Linked DNA regions of Sus scrofa: region 1 is linked to region 2. A link is a contact called in public HiChIP or PLAC-seq data. All regions are on one chromosome and are shown on one strand. Each heading gives the region's core, a stretch centred on a gene start, on an enhancer-like site or on the middle of the called end of the contact. The rest is flanking DNA. Distances are from core to core; before and after follow the strand shown.

The links. HiChIP or PLAC-seq counts read pairs in DNA pulled down with a chosen protein or histone mark.
Region 1: a contact with region 2 is called in an H3K27ac HiChIP or PLAC-seq map of alveolar macrophages. The contact joins the promoter of PGS1 here to the promoter of USP36 in region 2. A contact is called at or near these places in 1 of 5 promoter capture datasets (liver) and 1 of 2 datasets of contacts at active chromatin or transcription factors (alveolar macrophages).

The regions. Positions count from the first base shown.
Region 1 is chr12:3,626,903-3,630,241 of Sscrofa11.1, reverse strand. PGS1 (CDP-diacylglycerol--glycerol-3-phosphate 3-phosphatidyltransferase, mitochondrial) reads left to right here and starts at 1,278. Exons shown (of 10, transcript XM_021066523.1): 1 at 1,278-1,451. The coding sequence starts at 1,318.
Region 2 is chr12:3,307,053-3,310,430 of Sscrofa11.1, reverse strand. USP36 (ubiquitin carboxyl-terminal hydrolase 36) reads right to left here and starts at 1,255. Exons shown (of 22, transcript XM_021066521.1): 1 at 1,136-1,255.

The DNA of each region.
Region 1 (3,339 bases), core at 29-2,528, 320 kb before region 2:
CTCCAAAGCGACTTCCTCATTGTTGATTGCTTCCACACTTTTTTTTTTGGCTGCACCTGTGGCATATGGGAAGTTCCCAGGCCAGGGAGGGGGTCAAATCCAGCCGCAGCTGCAAGCTATGATTTATGCCACAGCTATGGCAACATCGATCCTTAACCTCCTGCACCACAATGGGAACTCCTTCCACACTTTTGACATGAACAATGCTGAGATGAACCTTCGTGTATGGAGGTGTAATTGATTTCTTTGGCATAATTCGTTAGAAACAGAATTCAGAATGTTTTGTATCTAGTGTGGCCATAGCTTTTTAACCGCACAATACTTCCCTGGAATAAGTTGGATATGATCATCTTCTAATCCGTTCCCATTCCCAAGTCCTTGCACGTGTGGCTCCTGCCAAGGAAGCACATGATAGAGAGGAGAGTCATCGCTCCTGCCTCTCCCAATACTGCAACTCTTCCTTTTTAAAATTAGCTACAGAAAGTGTTCTTGGCTACACGGGTGAGCTCTTTCAGCCTCTTTGGCCATGGAGCTGTAGTTCTCAGGGGCGGGTCATAGCCACGTGTACGCATTTGGGTGGATGGAGGGTTCTTCACTGAACCTAGACTGGCTGGGCTGAGCTGTTAGTATTTTTTTCTCTTCTTTTTATGGCCACAGGTGCGGCATATAGAAGTTCCCAGTTTAGGAATACAATCCGAGCTGCAGCTGCCGGCCTAAGCCGAAGCATCATGGGATATGAGCCGCATCGCAGGTCACGGTAACACCGTACTCTTAACCCAGTAAGGGAGGCCAGGGATTGAACGCGCGTCCTCCTGGATACTAGTCGGGTTTGTTACCTCTGAGCCCCAGCGGGAACTCCCTGGCTGAGCTGTTCTGTGCCCTGGAGCTGCAGGCTTCGGGGGCTGACAAGGTGAAAATGGTCCGCCTGGGTCTGGTGGGGATTTTCTGTGCTCAGTGAGCCCAGATGAGTCAGCAGTCACCCAGTACTGTACATCCTACCTAACACCTTGGGATGTGTCGGGGGTGGCTCCGGCGGCTGTCAGGTACAGCCGGAACTCTCCTGCGACCTGACAGGTGATGCTCCCCGCCCTCCAGCCCTATCCTGTGTCGAGGCCGAGTCCGGGGATGCGAGTGCTCTCGCCCCGCTCCCCCGTGGCCTGACACTGGCGCGCGGCACACACCTGTGCCCACCTGGCGAGAAACTGAGGCTGCGGGGCGGGGCCGCCTCTGCGCTGCGGCCGCTGCGCGCAGCCCGTGTCCGCGCGCGCCGTTGTCAATAAAGTTCTCACGCGCCGGAAGCGGAAGCGGCGAGTCTCCATGGCGGCGGCGGCTGCAAGGCCGGTGTTCTGGAGGCGCCTGCTGGGCCTCCTGCCTGGCCGCCCCGGGCTGGCTGCGCTCCTGGGGCGCCTGTCCGACCGCCTTGGCAGAAACCGGGACCGCCGGCGGAGGAGGTGAGAGGGCGGCGGGCCGCGGGCGCGCCCGGCCCCGACCCCGCGTCCCCGACGTCGCAGCGAGCCCTTCGCGTCCAGCGCGCGGGCCCGCCTGGGCCCCAGGGCTCCGCCTCGCCGCCGGCTTCCCGGGAGGCGGTGGCCTAGGGCCGCGGGGGCGGGGGGCGAGCCCGGCCTTGGTCCGCGTCCGCTGGAGCGGAGGGGCTGTGTGCGCGCTCCCGGTGGGGGCTGAGTTCGTGCTTCGGTTTGGGTTGTAGCGTGTGAGTGTTGGAGAATCTTCGCGAAAGACACTGTTTGGGTCCGGAGGGGTCTTTTCCTTAAGTAATCCTGGCTGCGAGGTGACTTGGCGGGAGTGAATCAGCCTTGCTGGGATTCTGTGCGTGCAGCATTTCTCATATCCTGCCAGAGAGGGCTGTGAAGCAATCCTGAGTCAGTCGTACTCAGGCGAGGGAAGAGGAACCACTCGAAACCCCTTAGACCTTTCAGAGGGCCTGTGTTCTGGAAAAGTACTGAAGTGAGTTATGGAAATGGTGAAGCAGGCTTTGAAGCAATTCGTTCAGGCAGTGGTCTTTCAAAATAAACATTTGTCAAGGACATGCTGACCTAAGAGGCCTGCTGCTGTTGTGTATATATAGGAATTCTTTTGTGTGCAGATAGTTTTCTTAGAAAAACTCGAGCCTGAACTCGAGCCTTACACTTGTTCCTTAAGAAAAAAAAAAAAAATCTTAGAACCACATCCTTTTGTAGAATTTTTGCCCGTCTTAGAAGCATTTTTATCTGCTGCTGGGGTGAGAGTTGACCTCCTGGCCTTTGGTACAGAGATCTGTGGTCCAGTCATGTGTGCTGATTCTACGTATGGAAAGGGACTTGCTTCATATTGGGTTACGTTGGCAGATTTTCAGCAAAAATTCAAGTTTGACTTAGGGGAACTTTTTGTGATGGAATCAGCACAGGACGGAACTCTTGGAAGCTGAGTGATCAGAAGTGCTTTGAATTTCACACGAGCGAACCCAGTGGGAGTGGGGTGTAGAGGAGGTGCCCCCCCCACTTCTGTAATTCGTGCTTGGGAAAGACCTGTTCTTTCAGTTGAGTAGTGAAGTCATATGACTTCTACATCCTGGCGTCAAACCACTGAGAGATTTGGTTTAAAGTTTCAGAAAAAAATGTTCTCAAGGACAATATGTTTAGATCGTTTTGTCATTTCCCCGTATGTATTTAAACGATACAAGAAACAGTTCATGATTAATCATTGTGTAACATTGAGATTGATTGCTAAAGGACGTTGGGGCAATTGCCACAAGTTCTTTTAAGACAGACATTTCTCTTGAGTGTTTATGGGGGAGAGGGACTGTGGGGGAGTGGGGATAGTCTGATTTGATGTCCCCAAGTCTTTTTTTTTTTTTTTTTTTTTTTCCCGTAAATAGCATCAGTGAACACAGCTGTTGTGGCTCCAAAGTTGTTGTGGCTCCACATTTCTTTTTGGTTAAGGTGAGAGAGAGTTGTTTCTCCGGGTCAGCAATTAAACCAGGAACTCAGTTAATTCACAAACACAGAAACACAAATGGCAGAAATATGTGTTTGAGGGAGTTCCCGTCGTGGCTCAGTGGTTAATGAATCTGACTAGGAACCATGAGGTTGTGGGTTCAATCCCTGTCCTTGCTCAGTGGGTTAAGGATCCGACGTTGCTGTGAGCTGTGGTGTAGGTGGCAGACTCGGCTCGGATCCTGTGTTGGCTGTGGCTCTGGTGTAGACAGCTCTGATTAGACCCCTAGCGTGGAAACCTCCTCAGGTGCAGCCCTAGAAAAGACAAAAAGAAACATGTGTTTGATAGTCCTTGAGATGACACTATGTGAGGAGGGAAGAGAAAGGCTTTGAGCAGTGTTGTTAAATT
Region 2 (3,378 bases), core at 6-2,505:
AATGGGAACGCCGTCGGCAAAGCCTCTGATGCAACACTGGATAAGAGGCTCTTCAAAATTCAGAAAGGATACCCTCTCCTGTCCGTTTCCTGTGGTTCATAAACATCTCACACTTACCCCTGCTTGTTTCTACCTCGACTCAAAAGCTTCCTCCAAACAGTCGCCATTCAAGCACATTTTCCCTTCCCTCCCTTTAAATGCACTTTTCCAGTATAAACTGCACCCAAGACTGGCAGCGTCAACCACGTGCTGGCAGGGAGGAGCTCCGGACCAGGGGCTGGGGCCTCCCTGGGGCTCTTTCGGAGGGCTCTTCTGCAGAGCAAACAGCAGGCCGCAGCCAGGAGGGAGCAAGCTGAGCTCCCCTCTCCTCGGAGGCCTGATTGTCTGCATCCCTCGGAGACAGTGGACTGTGTCAGGACCACGATGCTTTCCTCTCTCATCTGTCTTGGTTTGAGGATGCTAGTCTCGCTCCTGGAACCCCAGGGGAGACCCAATGCTACGTGACCAAAGAAATGAGTATTTAAGAAACACATCTTGTACCGAGTCCTCACGTCCACCACGACCATGAGGAAAGCTACTTTCTCCACATCTCTTACTAAAAGGAAACAGACAGAACTCAGCTCAACTACCAAATGAACGCCCTTCCCATGATTCTGACTTAGGTCACTCCATTGGAAGTCTGAATCCTGCATAAAAGACGCTTCTGCATGTAACGACTGAGCCCAACATCGACAGCAGCGTGGGCTCCTGGCCAGGGCTGCTCTCCCTTCCACCAAGGGTCGGCCCAGGTGTGCGGAGAAGAGCAGAGAGCAGTCCTGGACAAGTCTCCCCGTCGGCCCTGGAGCTCCTCGCGGACCGCGTAGCCCGAGGCCTTCCTCTAGACCCCGGAGCCCCTCGCGGACGCGCAACCCTGGGGCCTCTCCGTGGGCTCCGGAACCGCTCGTGGACGCGCAGCCTGTGGGGACTGCGCAGCTTCACGACCTCCCCGTGGAACCCACAGTCCCTCGCAGACGAGCACTCAAGTGTCCCCAGAACCCTCCCAGCGCACGCCGCATCGGACTGCACCTTCCCACGCCCCGCCTGCCTGAAGCCCTCCACCCGGTCTGCGCGCTGCCCCGACCCAGCCCCAACCTACCTGGCCCTCGGCAGGCCGGGAAGCAGGCCCGCGGCGCTGGCGTCTACTCTGCACGGCCCCGCACACGCACCATCCGGGCCTCCGGCGCCTCACACACGTGTCACGATGACGCTTAAAGGCGCCAGCGACTCGCAGCCCGGGCGGCGGAACCCCTAAAGCCCTCTGCAGCTTTAAGAGGCGGGGCTAGCTTGGACCCCATTCCCTGGGCCCGCCCACAGCCGCTATACGCACCCTGTACGTCATCTCCCCTATCCGCGCTCCGCGAGCCTACGCGGTGACGCAAGCACGTAGAGCGGGAGTCGTCCCGCCCTCTAGGCCCTTGCCGGGCGAGTTCCGGAAAAGCACGTGAGGCGCCTGCTTCCGGGTCTGGCGCGCTGGGCGCACCTGTGGCGGCGTCCGACCTTCCTTCTTGCGCACTGTCCGGACGGGCGCGCGTGGCCCTGGCTCGCACCCTCTGAGGCCTTTAATAACCAAGACACTTGCCGGGCGAGAAGAGGGCTACAGGCCCAGTAAAGCCTGGTGTGGCGGAGCAAAGAGCTCTTGGGATGAAGGGGTCGGAAGTGAGGGCGAATGACCTTTACAGAGTGCGGGGCCTCGCGCAATTCCCAGACTCCACTCCCTTCCTCCAAAAGAGTCTTCCTGACTACAGTTAAGGTTTGAATTGGTTGAATGTTTGCAAACACGTTTTGCTTTTACAGTATTTTTAAAAATGTCTTTCACCTGAATCCGCCGGATTGCCTTCCGTCGGGTTCCCCAGAGCACGTGAAGAGAGCGCTGCTCGTGGCCTGACCTCCAGATACTCTCATAGAAGCAAAAGATGATTGTTATTTCACAGTAAACGACGTTTCCTAGAAGGAGTACACGACCCAACTGCTGACAAGTGTGAAGGGTGGGCTGGGCGGGTTCCTGGGTGAACCAACTAGAAACCCAGACCTAGTTGTCATGCCCCCTTTCCGCACAGTCCTTCAAGCAGGGATGGTGGGAGAGGATGGGTATAATTGAAACAAAATCGGAGTTCCCGTCGTGGCGCAGTGGTTGGCGAATCCGACTAGGAACCATGAGGTTGCGGGTTCGATCCCTGCCCTTGCTCAGTGGGTTAACGATCCGGCGTTGCCGTGAGCTGTGGTGTAGGTTGCAGACGCGGCTCGGATCCCGCGTTGCTGTGGCTCTGGCGTAGGCCGGTGGCTACAGCTCCGATTCAACCCCTAGCCTGGGAACCTCCATGTGCCGCGGGAGCGGCCCAAAGAAATAGCAAAAAAAAAAAAAGAAAAAGAAACAAAATCCACCGGTAGTTATTACTTGGTGTGGGGGGTGTTGAAAAAGCAGACAAGCATAAACAAACTCACAGGAGCCTGAGTTTACGCTCTACCCTGTCTCTGAGAATCCTCAACTACAGAGATTCAGATTGGGATTTGTCCCTGAGTCCTCTCTGTGCCCTAAAACAACGACTCAAGGCTTTCTCATTATTCCAGTCCTGATACAATGCATAAATGAGTGATTAAAAATATGGAGACATACTACCTAGCCATAAAAAAGAACGAAGTAATGTCATTTGCAGCAACATGGATGGAACTAGGGACTCATACTGAGTGAAGTAAGTCAGAAAGAGACAAATACTGTATGATATCACTTATAACTGGAATTTTTTTTTTTTTTTTGTCCTTTTGCCATTTCTTGGGCCGCTCCCTCGGCATATGGAGGTTCCCAGGCTAAGGGTCGAATCGGAACTGTAGCCACCCCCCTACGCCAGAGCCACAGCAACGTGGGATCCGAACCGCATCTGCAACCTACACCACAGGTCACGGCCACGCCGGGTCGTTAACCCACTGAGCAAGGGCAGGGATCGAACCCACAACCTCATGGTTCCCAGTCGGATTCGTTAACCACTGCGCCACGACGGGAACTCCGTAACTGGAATCTAATACACAGCACAAAGGAATCTTTCCACAGAAAAGAAAATCATGGACTTGGAGAATAGACTTGTGGTTGCCCCGGGGGAGGGGAGAAAGTGGGAGGGAGTGGGAGCTTGGGGTTAAGGAATGGATTAACAATGAGATCCTGCTGTGTAGCACTGAGAACTATGGCTGGATACCACGGAGCACGACAATGGGAGAAAAAAGTATGTACGCATGTATGTGTAACTGGGTCTCCATGCTGTACAATGAAAAAAAAAATTGTGTTGGGAAAGTAACAATAAAAAAATAGTCTATTAAAAAGGGAATAGGAGTTCCCGTCGTGGCGCA